Linked DNA regions of Mus musculus: regions 1 and 3 are each linked to region 2. A link is a contact called in public HiChIP or PLAC-seq data. All regions are on one chromosome and are shown on one strand. The core of a region is the stretch at or near the end of the contact, and the rest is flanking DNA. Distances in the headings are between cores, read along the strand shown. Region 1 holds the start of Mipepos (a long non-coding RNA gene). Region 2 overlaps Sacs (sacsin). Region 3 overlaps Spata13 (spermatogenesis associated 13).

Region 1 (4,424 bases), core at 1,057-3,556, 370 kb before region 2:
CTTGCCACAACGCTGTACTTCCTTATGCGATCTCACTGCGGGACTCTTAGGGAGTGTTTCAGGCAGATTTTCTTCCGGCCCACCTGGGTACCTGGCAGTGATGGTGAATTGTCCACACGTATCCGAAACTCAGATGCTCACTGGAATGAACATGCTTTTACAGGTGGTTTCCAAACCCTGGCTGTGATGGCTAGCTAATCTTCACTGTCAACATGGCCAATATTAGAAGCGCCTTTGAGACACCCCTCTGGTCATTACTGTGAGAGCTTTTCCAGAAAGGTTCAGTTAAAGAGAGATGGACCTGTCCTGAAAGAGAGTGGTACTGTTCCAGGGGCTGGGGTCCAGACTGGAGAGAAAGGAACACAGGAAGTGCTAAACTAAGTACCAGCACTGAACTCTCTCTGCTTCCATCCACCCCACTGTGAGGGGAACTCATGCTATCACCACTCTAAGCTACTCCTGTGTCCTCTCTCCCTCCCTCCCCCGCCTCTCTCCCTCCCTCCCCCGCCTCTCTCCCTCCCTCCCCCGCCTCTCTCCCTCCCTCCCCCGCCTCTCTCCCTCCCTCCCCCGCCTCTCTCCCTCCCTCCCCCACCTTTTTCCCTCCCTCCCCCGCCTTTTTCCCTCCCCCGCCTTTTTTTTTTTTTCCCTCCCTCCCCCCCCCCCCCCCCCCCCGCCTCTCTCTCTGTGTCCTCTCAACCCCACCTCCCAAAGGCTGGGATACCACAGTCCCTTTTCTGTCTACTGCCCCCCCCCTTCTACCCAGAACAATCTCTCAAGGAAAAATCGAATTTCTCATAATGAAACCCTTCCTTCTAGGCATGGTGGCTCCTGCCTGGAATCCCAGCACCCAGGAGGATGCTGAGGCAAGACTGCCAGTTTGAGCTCAGACTGGGATACATGGTGAGTTACAGCCTGGAACACGGAGTGAGAGCCTGTCTGCAAACCAGTCAAACACACACAAAACCTTCAAAATGTTCATTTCTCCCCTACCAAGGTCTATAAAGCAGATATGACTGCCACCCCTCACGTCACCTTCTGCAGGAGAGATGACTGCACCTTCAAAAGAAAGCTCTGCTTCCGGCAGGACCCTACACCCTGAACCACGGTGGTGTGGCTGTCCTTCCTCTGGAGAAGGCTAGGGGTGTAGAAAGACTTCCCCAAGCTTTCCCAAGTCTGCACTGTCATTTCTACTTTCCCGGGCACTCGACCACAATTTCCCAATGCCCTCCCTCCCAGCCTCTGCCTTCCTTTCATTTTCGCAGTAGGACATTTCACATTAGTCCTGTCTGTACTGATTTAGATTTTAGACTATCGTGATGAGACACTGGGAGTTAGATCGACTCCCTGGTGGGCAGGCAGAGAGAAAGGGGGGGGGGGACCATGGCTAGGTGATGATGGTGGTGAATCTCCAAGATGCCCAGCTTCTTCCTCAACCTACCGTTTTCCTCTCCCACCACCAGACCCCATTGCTGATGGACCTGCTCAATGAAGTCAAGACTGGGTCAGGACATGTCACACAACAGTTCTGGGCCAACCAACCACCCTAGATTTCTTCAAACTCTCCAGCCCTAAATTAGGAGCAGAAGGCTCTGCAGAGGCTTAAAATAATAATAATAATAATAATAATAATAATAATAATAATAAACCCAGCCCCTGAGAGGAGTCTCTCTCTCTCTCTCTCCCTCTTTTTCTCTCTCTCCAGCTTTCTGAGTCCCCTTTGCAGAGAGTCTTTTTCTGTGTGCCTGTTGCAGGAAACACACACCTCACTCACCTTCCTTCTACTCCTAATTCTGTCCACGATGCTTAAGATTTCTCTGCTGCTCCATGCTGGTCTTCAGATTTTTCCTGCCTTTTAATTCTTCGGCTGGCAGAAACAACAAACCTGACCAAGACTCCTAGACTATATCATTCCAAAACCCTTAGACCGTATCAATAGTTTCCAAAGTCAAAATAGATGATAATTCTCCAATAGTTAATTCACATGGCTATACACAACCATAGCTGGTGGGCATGCAGACATGGAAGTGACTTCAACAACTTTTGGAGAAGACAGGTGCCTTGGATTTCGACTGCTTGTGGTTTCTTCTGGATCCTTTCACGCGCCGCCATTGAGTCTCCTCTGAGAATCAAGAAAGCATCAAGAAAGCATCTTGAGTTCTCACATTCATTCCTGGCACCTGTAAAAAGTTCCAATGCCTGACCCGACTTCCTTCTCCCTGTGCCCTAGTACCACTGTCAAACTCAAATCCAGGACGTTTCTTCCTCCAGACACACGAGGGCGCTACGAAACTGGAGCTGCTCAGAAGGCGTGGAGGGCGACGCTCTTCCTAACGATTGTTAGCGTGCTCAAGTCCGGGTCTGCCCTGCGAGTTCCGCGGCGTGGGCTGCTGCCTTGGAAACGCGGGGCGCGCGCTTCCCGAGCCTGGCAGAGCCGGGGTCCGGAGGATGCTGCTGGCGGCCGGGGCACGGTACGCCCGCCGGCTGTGCGGCCGGGGAGCCGCGGCGGCTCTGCAGGGACGCACAGGCCGGAGCTGCGCCCGGGACGTCAGTACTAGCTGGTCCCCGGTGGGCGCCGCCTTCAACGTCAAGCCCCAGAGCCACCTATGGAACCTGTTGGGGGAGCGCCGGGTGAGCGTGCCGTGGGTCTGGGCAGCGCGGGCTCCGCGTCTGGCTGAAAAGGGACTGTGCCGGGATAAGCGCACCCCGGAGCGGCTGACCCAGCGGCAACTCAGCCTTTCCTCTACTCAAGCTCCATTCTTTTCCTTCTGGCTTCAGAGTTCACATTTGCCCTTGGCTTTGTAACGACACTCTTGCTTTGAAAACTCCATCACACCTTAATTGTCCACTTCAGGCTGCTCTGAAACAACCTGTTAAACTAGGCATAGTGGCTCTTGTAAGACAGTCTTGATAGGTAGAGGCAAGAGGGTACAAAAGACAGTCCTTTGGGCTCCGAACTGACTTTGAGACTAGCCTGAGTTGCTTAAGAACCGGCGGTAAAACAGAAAGCACCTACAGAACCCTACTGAGAAAAATCAGATTTCCTGTCGTGCTTTGTAGTTTATTGCATAGCCTACGAAGTCATCAGAATTGCTTGGCTATTTCTACTCTGCCCTTGGTGGTGTTGGACACTTGATAATGAATGAGGAAAAGGCAGGAAGACTGAGGAAAGATTTTTGTCCTAAAACAATGATTTTTCAACCCTTCTAATGCTGTGACTCTTTAATACAGTTCCTCCCGATGCGGTGACCTCAAACCATAAGATTATTTTGTTGCTATTTCACAACTAATTGTGCTACTGTTATGAATTATAAACATCTGATATATGAACCCCCAGGTGGGTTCTAAAAGTGTTTTTTTATTTTTTTATCTTTTCACTGTTGGGCAGCTTTCTAAAGACAAGTCTGGGATATAGCTTCATTGTACTTCATGGCATATCTCTGTGTTTAACTTTGTCTATTTGAAAGTTCTTTCTTATTATATAAATTTTCCTCCAAAACCCATAAAGGTCGATGATGCTGGTATTAGTGGAGTTGGTGTTGGAAGTGCCTTTTAGCAGAAAGATAAGCTTGGTTTTGGGTGGATGAAATAGAACTGATTTCACCTGTATTTTAAACCATTGTTTAGTGTGTGTGTGTGTGTGTGTGTGTGTGTGTGTGAATGCATGCAGGTCTGGAAGGCGCAGGCCAGAGGACAGCCTTTCCGGATCTGTAACCTTCAACCTTTTGGAGGTGGAGTCTCTCTTGGTTTTGCTATTGGACTGAATACTCAGGTTATCGTTCCTGCTCCTATTTGGTTCTTGAGCTTCTGGGCTGTTTTCTTGTTTCTATCTTGATGTAGGAGGACTGCTGGGATTATAGTTGCATGCCACAAACATTTGACTTTCAAGCTTTTTTTATTTTTTTATTTTATGTGTTTTGCCCAAATATATGTAAATTCACCACATGCGCAGTGTCCGTGCAGGCGAAAAGAGGGTGTTCTATCCCCTGCAACTGAAGTTGTAAACAGGTGGTAAACTACCATATAAGATGCTGGGAATAGAACCCCGGTCCTCTGCAAGAGCAGTAACCACTGGGCCATCTCTCCAGCCCTTCTTCCCAAGTTGTTTTTAATTATGTTTTTGTTTGTTTGTGTGTATAGGTGCCTGTATGTCCATATGCCTGGCTTTTAGGACTTGGGATGCATAGATGAGAAGATCTGAAGTTCCAGACTCAGTCACAGGAAACAAAAAGAATTTTAAAGCGTATTTCCATATCCGTAAAAGGGGAATGTACTCCCGGTTCTAGAACTGTGTGATTTAGCTGAGAGAATCTGTGTAAAGTACATGGCACACTTTGGCCTGCGTTATATTAAGCATCAGCTTTCTCAGGGCGCCAGGATTGGTGCTCCAGCTGCTGTTCAAAGATGGTCATTCGCATTAGATTAGT
Region 2 (4,328 bases), core at 783-3,282:
AAAAAACCCTACTGGATTTGGCCAAGAAGAGCCCCTCTTCAGACTCACACGGAGGTATTCCCAGCCTCCTATCCTGTCTTTCTTTGAGTGACACTTACACTGATCCCAGGACCTCTGAGTGCTGTGAATTCTCTAAACAGCTTTGTCCTCAGAACCACATATTCACAGATTAAGGATCTGTTATGCACCAAGGCTCTGGATTAGACCCAGGAATACAACTGATATAGGCACCCGCTTTTATGAATCGTACATATTAGCAGTGTATGGTGTGATAGGACAAAAGCAAGGCAGGGAAACGGAGACACCTGCTGCAGCTCAGTGGGACCAAGAGCCACAGTTTTAAATAGCATGGTCAGGACAAGGACACACTGGTCATCAGTGGAGGTGACAGCTGAGCAGGCATTGAAGGCAAGGGGAGATTCAATCATAACCTGTGTGAAGAAGAATGTTCCAGTGACCAGGCCCTGGGTCCCTGAAATAGAGAAGGGAACCATTCTCAAAGTGTCCCTGTAGCCGATCTGTTGAGGGGCAGAGGTAGATGTTGGGAAGCCAATCACAAGATGCAACACTCCAGACTAGAAGTGATGGTAGCTCTGGCCAACAGGTAGGATGTTGGAGATGCTGACCTAATGGCTGTGGGCCAGCCCACTGTTAGGCTCTCCAAAGAGACTGTATCTCCTGGCTGCATCAGAATGCTGACTACATCACAAAAGAATGTTAGCACCGGGTTATTGTAAAAGTTATAGTCGTTTTTCCAGAAACCATAGTAATTTTGCATATCCATTGGGTGGCCCACATTTCAATTTTAGAGTTAGCCCAAACCCTGAACATTAAAGCCCTAGCCCAAATGAGACTGTACCTACCTGAGATGTCAGCTATCAATGGATGGGATGCTCAGACCACCTACACGTCTGCCTAACCAACTGAAAATCAGAGAATGCCTAAGATGGTCCCTAAACCTGGGTTTCATAATCTGTTGAAACAACTTAGCCTTGAGGAAAGTGCTCTTCCTAAGATTTTCTCTTACTATTATAAGGATTCTATATGTTCCATTTATTTCAGGAACACTAAACTGAAACAATCACAGAGGCTATAGTGTGGTGAGGGTGGTGGCCTGAGTCTTCCCTGCCCCTCTCCGAGCATCCCCCTTCCAGCACCTTGATACATTCACTAATTACAAGCTCCCTCAGCTCCATCGCCTTGGAGTTTGTATTAAACTTCCATTACATTGAAATAACATAGTCATTGGCCATTGGTGATCGAATTCAATCTCCATCTCATTTTTTCTCTTTGGGATTTCTTATGGATGGGGAGGAGAGGGGGGCTTAAATGCATCACCTGTTCCTCTGGCCACTAGCCCCCATCTTGAGGTCGCTGAGAGTTGCCTCTGCACTTACACTCAAGGTCCAAAGGAGCCCTATGAATAACTAAATACACTCTCCTATTACTCAGCAAGATTCAAGGGTTTTAGGTGCTCTGTGCCAGAAACCAGATACTAAAACCAAATACATGCGTGTATGCTCCCAAAATGGAAGAAACAAATCTGCAGATGGAAGGGCAGAGTCTTCAGGATGGCAGGCAGATCTGCAGTCCGAGAATCAGGTACAGACAGGGAGAAGCAGGTGGGCGGGTGAGGGCCAAGACAACATGCCAAGCCAGCATGCCCGATGAAGGACAGGCATAGAGGTCATTCAGGCTTCAAGCCATGTTCAAGTAGCAGTGCCCAGTGCTGGGGGCAAGGCTGGGTCAGTGGCTTTGAGATTATTCCACGCCTCCTAGGTCTCAGAAGCTCATGAGTAAAAGTAAGGGCAATTAGTGTGCACCACATGTTTTTTCTGGCTCTAAACCTTCTTTTGTGTGACAGGACCCCAACTCTCTTCCTCTGCCATCTGCTTCAACCCCCCCCCCCCCCAGCTATTTCTGGGCACGCTTGGGGCAGGGATAACACACAAGGGCTCAGGGATAAGTTTGTTCATGTTCTTTCCACTTGAGTTCCTTGGCCCTGGAGTCTGTGCCATGCCTCTGCAGCTGGTGTTCTGGGCAAGATGTCATCCCTGTGTTCCCAGGGGAACCCTTGAACCCAAAGCTACTTGTAGTGTGTGGGTGGGGGTGGCAGAAAGGGCCCTTGTAGTAGCACTGTGTGAAGTCAGACTTGCCCTCTATTTTTAATCAAATAACTTTATTACTATAAATAGATTTATTATAGAAAATAATGTTTCATTGTGGCATTTTACATGAAAGCTCATCATAGCTACTTCTGTCATATCTTTTCTTGTCCCTCTCCCTCTCTGGTCCTTTTCTGTTTCCATATGTATAATTCTTAAATCTACATTCTTCAGGTGAGAGAACACATATGACATTTGTCTTTCTAAGACTCTGTCCCTTATTGCCTGGGCACTATGGCTTCACCTTGTATTGTCCCAGGCTCAGAGCCATTGCTCTGAATGTGGCCAGGCAAGAGGAATGTGGGACCTGCCCTGTCCCCATGTCTCCTCTTTGCCTTAGAAACAGCCACATCTAAACAGTGCAAAACAAACTCCCTGTAAGTACCCTTCCACCTCTGTAAGGGGAAACAGAACATTGTGGAATGGTGTAAGTCAACCTGGCCCTGCTTGCTTTCAGTCTCAGCTTTGCCATTTGTCATGCTGAAGACATGGATCAGTGACTTTCCTCATTGTGAGAAAAACCATCCTGACAATTCTGTTGAGCTGGACCCGTGATTCCAGTTGAGTGTCTGTCCACCTGCCTCATGGATCCTTGTCAGAACAGTGAGTTGCAGTGTAAATGCACAGCAGACACCATTACCTCATGTGTTTGCGTACCTGGCCTCAGCTGGTGGAGCTGTTCAGGGAAGGTATGGAACCTCTGGGGTGGGTGGCCCAGCAAGAAGTGGGGTGCTACAGTTAGGCACTGAAAGCTTTATCTGTTGATGGTTCCCACTTCCCGAGTTTCCTGCTTCTTGGTTTGGTGCCATGTGAGCAGCTACCACACACTCCAGCCTTGCCTGTCAGAAACCATGAACCAGAACATACCCTCCCTTCAGTAGTTTCTGTCAAGTATTCTGTCATCATGACCAGAGAAGTAGCACAGTGAATTTGTTTTGCCTTCTCCCTTGGATGTTGAGTGGACAGTTACCTCTTCCTTGCTCACACATTTGGGGCAAGCTTTCCTGGTGCCTACCAACTCTCCAGGGTGCTGCTTTCTAAACTCAGAAAGACAGCAACTGTCCTTTCTTCAGCCTATTGACCAGGATCACTAGAAGAATCATCACTCAGAGAATCATCTAGTTAAACTTTGCTTTGATAGTTTCACACATGTATACAGTGTGTATGATGTGTGCAATGTATACAATGTATATGATGTATGCAATGTATACAATGTATCTTGGTCATAGTCACTCCCAGCTCTCCCTCTCCTTCCCCCTGGACAATCCTACCCCAGCATGTCCTCTCCTCACCTTCCTGTCCTCCTTTACAGTTTTTGGAAACCCACTGAGTCCAGTAAGTACTTCTATTTTTCTTTCTTTTGCTTTCCTTTGTTTTTGTTTTTGTTTTTTGACACAGTACCTCACTGTGCAGCCTTGGCTGGCTTGGAACTCAAATAGATCGTGGTAGCTAGAAATAGAGCTCTGACTGTCCTTTCCTCCTGAGTGGTGGGATTAAAGGCCTGGGCCACCACCCCAGGCTCAGTTAGTGCTTCCTTTTGGAATATGACTTTGTTGGTCTGACCTTGTGCAGGTAGTCACAGTGAGTTCCTGAGTGAAGCCATGATGTCATGACCACTGCACTCCACCCGTTCACTCCTTCCCCTCCTCCAGCTCTTTTTTTTCCAATTAAATACTTTCTTTTATTTTTTTTTTATTTTTAATTTTTAATTAGGTATTTTCTTCATTTACATTTCCAATGCTATCCCAAAAGTGCCCCATATCCCCCATTCCCCTACCCACCCACTCCCACTTCTTGGCCCTGGCGTTCCCCTGTACTGAGGCATATAAAGTTTGCAAGACCAATGGGCCTCTCTTTCCACTGATGGCCGACTAGGCCATCTTCTGGTACATATGCAGCTAGAGACACGAGCTCCGGGGGGTACTGGTTAGTTCATATTGTTGTTCCACCTATAGGGTTGCAGATCCCTTTAGCTCCTTGGGTACTTTCTCTAGCTCCTCCATTGCTCTTAACATCCTTCCTTCCTCTCTTCCCTGGCTCGGAAGAGGGAGCTTTTACTAGGCATTTTTAAAGCAAGTCCCAGGTGTTTCCTGACAATCCCTTAGGGAAGCCTGAAGGATGTGGAACTATAGTTTCTTAGCCCACCGGGATTATGACGTAGAT
Region 3 (4,729 bases), core at 1,839-4,338, 450 kb before region 2:
CAGACTGGCTGTGGTGATGGTGGTGGTCAGGGTGTCCTCAAATGTTGAGCCTCTCAGCCCTGGATATAATCTCATTGTACCTTCTAAGTGTCACTAGCATCCACACTGAAAGAAGATGTAGATCTTGTTACACATTTAACTTATTATATGGTCACTTCTGGCTGCTGTGGCTAACCTCCTGCTCCGAAGCATATTTGGGGAACGTCTACCTTAGTCGTATATTCATTTTTATTATTGTAGACCTGCTGGCATTCTTAATGTCTCACTGTAACTTGTCTTGGTCCCCCAAAGATCTCTGAAACTGCAGAGTTAATTCAGTCTGGAGTAAAGTTCGGCTCATTTAATCCACGGTTGATTGTGTCCTCGCTGTCTATAGCTCTGCAGAGTGGGAGGGGACAGCAGGCATCTGCTCCGTTGTCACACCTGCCTGGATCTCTGAGCTCACTCAGCCTGTTCATTTGCAAAGGTCCTGGTGACTGAGGATGACTGGCCGCAGGGCTCAGCCCTGGAGGAGGAGCAGAATGAGGCGCCTCGAATCTCCAGGAGGAGGTGGGGCTCGGGACGCCGCACCCGGCCACGACCACTGTCTGACTATGGCCAGCTGGCCGGCAGAAGCTTGTCCATTCCTGAAGATGCCATTGCTGCAGACCCTCCAGATGAGGACCACGTGGACAGGATGCACCCAGCAAGTGTGACTACCACCAGCCAGGATCCATGCGCCCCCTCAGGCTCTTGCAGGGGAGGCCGGAGAAGGCGACCTATATCTGTGATTGGAGGGGTCAGCTTCTATGGCAACACCCAGGTAGAGGATGTGGAGAACCTCTTGGTCCAAGTAAGAGCTGGTTTCTTCAACCATGGCCAGCAGAGACGCTCAGCTCCCTGCCTCTGTCCTCCCTGCAGACTAAACTGGACACTGCTTTTCCTTCTGGAGGGGGACATACCTCCTCACTCCTTTTCTTCCTGACTTTGAAACCTACTTGGATCCACACTAACAGTCCGCTCTCTCATCATCTGCTTTCTATTCTCCTTTCCTGGAGCCTCAGCTCACAGCACAGACTTGCCATTAGTCTGAAAAGCCCTGAGACCTGAGCCGGGGGGGCCATAGCCTGGCTTTATCTGGTTTACTTCCTGAGGGGAGTGATTTTCGAAAGACTTAAGTGGTCCGTTATTAGAATGCAAACATAGGAACAAAGTAAAGATGAAAGAGAAGGGACTGGGGTGGGGGGTTGGCGGGGTGGATGTAGCTCAGTGATAGCATTTGTCTTCATGCAGGAAGACCTGTGTTCCTCCCATCCATCCCCCAAAACAAAGCAGAGGACCATGAGAGGAGAACTAACTTCTCTGTCTTCTAAAATCACGTCTGTCCCCAGTGATTAATCACCAACCATTCCTAGAACGGACCCAGGCTCGGAACATCCTGGGCGAGCTCTCTACCATAAAGCAACACCACCTTGCCTTGTTCTGCTTTTGGGTTGCAGGTTAGACCATCAACACCATTGGCCCCCAGCACATCTGGCAAGGATTTCTTAAGTGCCTAGTGAGCACTTTAAGGTTATGGAATATTCATGTAAAGGCTCTATCTTGGTGAAAGTCAAACTTCTTTGCTTAGCTGTGCCAACTAACTCATGAGCATACTCATACGGTCATGGAATAGTTTATATAATAACTTATATGCTCAGTTTCATATTGAAAACCTGCGAGGTGCTTTCTTAAATTACCTGTAAAATTCTCTGGGGCGGGGGTGGGGGGAGAAATTCTATATTGGGCTTGGGCTGTGTGTTAAAGTTTTTCCTGCCAAGCTCAGCACAATGTCCTGCTTGTAGCAAACACTCTAAAACCCTTGCTTAAGTCAGTTGAGTTGAATTCTTCAAGTAAAGTTATAAGGCCAGTGTGGTGGCACACAGCTGTGACCCCAGCTCTTGTGAGAAGGAAGTGGGGGGGGGGGTGAGGAATTCAAGTCCGTTCAGCCAAGGGAGACTATTGTGGGTTATGAGACCATGCCTCAGAGACAAGCAAAAGACACAAGCAAAAGTGAAGTTAAAGATATGACAAGGTCTTTAAGATCCTTTTGTTTTCAGGTGCTCCACTTGTTGGGAAATATTTCTAACTAAACTAAAGCAAACTGTAATGTATCTAAATGCAAGGCACAGTTGAGGCAAGGATAGTCAGAGATACTTAGAACACACTTTGTTTCGGATCGTCAAAATAGTATTGTGCCCCAGACATGGTGCTTGTGCCTATAATTCTAGAATTCAGGATGCTGAGGCAGAGAACTTGGGGGATTGAGGCCAGCCTGGTCTACAAAGTGAGACCCTAGTATACACCCTAAAAAGCCCAGGAGGGGAGACAGCTCATTAGTAGGGGAGACAGTTCTTATTCCTCTTATAGAACACCCATATGAAGCAGCTCACTTACACCTTTAACTGCAGTACAAAGGGATCAGACACCCTCTTTGGGCCTCTGCAGGTACCCACTCATATGTCTGTCTGTCTCTGTCTCTCTGTCTCTCTCTCCCCCTCTCTCTCATACACCCAAACTATGTAAGATAAAAAACAATTTTAGTGAATTATTTATTTTAACTTTATGAGCATTGGTGTTTTGCTTGCATGTATGCCAGTGTGAGGGTGTCAGATCCCCTGGGACTGGAGTTACAAATAGTTGTGAGCTGCCATGTAGGTGCTAGGAATTAAATCCAGGTCCTCTGGTAGAACAGCTAGCACTCTTAATCCTGAGCCTCCTCTCCAGCCTCCTAAATAAGTTCTTTTTAAATAAAAGCTGTCACTGGAGATCTGTGACCATGCCTGTGTGCTGTGGTCCTGCCCTTGCATCCTCGGATGCTGCTATGGTCACCGTGCTTTCCTAACTGTCGCTCACAGCTCTGCTGCTGCCTCAGCCTTCCTCTCCCTCAGAGGCCTCTCTTTCTCTCCCTGTTCCCCACCGGCATGTCTCTCACAAGTAGGAAGAAGTGTGACAGAGCCAGCTTTGAAGCTGCCTGTTGGAACTTTAGAACAGCCTATTGCTACAGAGCTTGGTGCAGCATACAGCTGCTGGCGGGGGTTTGAAGAAGACACTCCACATCTGCCAGTGGCTTCAAGGCGAGAACACAGAACTGTTTTGTGGCTCGCAGGAGCTGAGACTTCCTGGCACCTTCTCACAGCTTCTCACTTCCTTTCACAGCCAGCAGCCAGGCCTCCTGTGCCTGCACACCAAGTTCCACCCTACAAGGCTGTGTCTGCCCGCCTCCGGCCCTTCACCTTCTCTCAGAGCACTCCCATCGGGCTGGACCGCGTGGGGCGGCGACGGCAGATGAAAACATCCAATGGTGAGTCTTGGGGCTTCCTGGAATCTTTTGTCTGGGACCAGGGAGCCTGAGGCACCAAGGGATTCTGCACTTTTCCCATCTTGTGGCCAGGGCAGTGTGGAAGTTATTATCTGGGTTACTCAGGATTTCAAACTCCTGTCAAGTCTGCATGTCTCTTGAGTTGCTGCAGAGCCATGCCAGGGTAAACCGATGACCAGGCTAGAGACCTAAGGTTCTGGTGTGGAGGGTAGTTTTTTGGTTTTTTGAGGATGCAGGAATGGGGAGCTGAACCTCGCCTGGCTTCTGCCAGCCTCAGGGCTCCCTGGCTGGCCCATGCAGCCTGTCTCCACCTGCACACTCTGTGACATTCGCCCTGTTGCAAATGTGCCTTCTTTTGTAAGGACATCCGTCTCAAGTGGGCCCCTTCCCCACCCCAAGGCCCTCATCCTAACTCGCCACCTGCAAAGACCGTGTTTCCATCTAGGTCACAATTAGGGGTCTGGAGCAGGGATGCCACCATCATTTGGGGGTTCAGGTCAATCAAAAGTGCTTTAGCGAATTGTCCCGATGTCTATCATGCCTGCATGTGCTCAGATACCAACAAGGATCAGAAAGGCATGGAAAACACTAGGTTATGAGGAACAGAGGGGGTCTCTCCTCAGCCTTCACATACAGCCAAGAAGCCTGTTTCATGGTCTATGTGACTTTTTTTTTTTAATTTATAAAGAAAAACAGAGACAAACCTCTTAGGGTTCTTTGTTTGAAAACAGTAAAACTAACTGACTAGTTTAAGAAAAAAGGGTGTTGGGGTGCATTCATTTGGTGGGGTGCTGGCCCAGCACTCACAAAGCCCTGAGCTTAAACCCTAATGTAAAACGGCGCAGAGTGGAACATGCCGGGAGTCTCAGTACTTGGGAGATGGAAGCAGGAAAACCAGAAGTTCAGGGTCCTCCTCAGTTACAAGTGTGGGGCTAACTTGGGCTACGTGAGACTCTGAATTGAAAGGAAAAAGAAAAGATGGCGTGGTGGTACACGCCTTTAACCCCAACACTTAGACAGATCTTTGAGTTTATGGCCGGTCTGATCTATAGAGCTAGTTCTAGAACAGCCGGGGCTATACAGAAAAGCCTCATCTAGAAAAACCATAGAGGGAGAGAGGGAGAGGGAGAAAAAAAGGGGGGAATGAATTAGGAAGGTGTTGGGTGCTCCCATATAAAACATTGAGGATAATACGATAGCTCCTGGTAGTCACAGAAGGTTGGGCATGGTTCCACCAGGAGAAGGGGAAAGGCTAGCCTGCCCTACTCTACTCTCCAGTTGTACTTGCAAGAGTCAGGATCCCAGGAGGGAATCTCCAGCCACTTGAGCCCAGTGGCCTGTTCATGGTGTAGGTGGTGGGGCAAGGTCAAGGTCTGGGAGTCCGTTTGT

The links. HiChIP or PLAC-seq counts read pairs in DNA pulled down with a chosen protein or histone mark.
Region 1: a contact with region 2 is called in an H3K4me3 HiChIP or PLAC-seq map of the 230-238 cell line, with 10 read pairs. The contact joins the promoter of Mipepos here to the enhancer-like site in region 2. A contact is called at or near these places in 13 of 39 promoter capture datasets (the 3T3-L1 cell line, the C10 cell line, the HPC-7 cell line and 9 more), 2 of 15 datasets of contacts at CTCF or cohesin (embryonic stem cells and large pre-B cells), 3 of 484 Hi-C or Micro-C datasets (the HL-1 cell line and embryonic stem cells), 6 of 115 datasets of contacts at active chromatin or transcription factors (the 230-238 cell line, embryonic basal ganglia, embryonic fibroblasts and 3 more) and 2 of 9 other capture datasets (adipose tissue and liver).
Region 3: a contact with region 2 is called in an H3K4me3 HiChIP or PLAC-seq map of the 230-238 cell line, with 10 read pairs. The contact joins two enhancer-like sites. A contact is called at or near these places in 3 of 39 promoter capture datasets (embryonic stem cells, hippocampal neurons and stem cell-derived epiblast-like cells) and 3 of 115 datasets of contacts at active chromatin or transcription factors (the 230-238 cell line, embryonic stem cells and large pre-B cells).

Annotation. Positions count from the first base shown.
Region 1 is chr14:60,782,243-60,786,666 of GRCm38.p6, forward strand. It overlaps Mipepos (a long non-coding RNA gene), which reads right to left and starts at 2,307. Exons shown (of 3, transcript XR_001781278.2): 1 at 2,231-2,307; 2 at 1,772-2,119. Mipep (mitochondrial intermediate peptidase) reads left to right here and starts at 2,324. Exons shown (of 19, transcript NM_027436.3): 1 at 2,324-2,628. The coding sequence starts at 2,446.
Region 2 is chr14:61,153,404-61,157,731 of GRCm38.p6, forward strand. All of the region lies in intron 2 of Sacs (sacsin), which reads left to right. Among named protein-coding and RNA genes, the nearest start is that of Sacs, 17 kb to the left of the region's middle. Within about 2 kb of position 2,033, at least 21 of the 459 cell types and tissues checked have an H3K27ac peak or open chromatin away from gene starts, as enhancers often do. A contact at or near this core is called in the 230-238 cell line, neural stem cells and pre-B cells, where this site is marked.
Region 3 is chr14:60,706,248-60,710,976 of GRCm38.p6, forward strand. It overlaps Spata13 (spermatogenesis associated 13), which reads left to right. Exons shown (of 13, transcript NM_001033272.2): 3 at 467-832; 4 at 3,178-3,322. Among named protein-coding and RNA genes, the nearest start is that of Gm41165, 24 kb to the left of the region's middle. Within about 2 kb of position 3,089, at least 90 of the 459 cell types and tissues checked have an H3K27ac peak or open chromatin away from gene starts, as enhancers often do. A contact at or near this core is called in the 230-238 cell line, where this site is marked.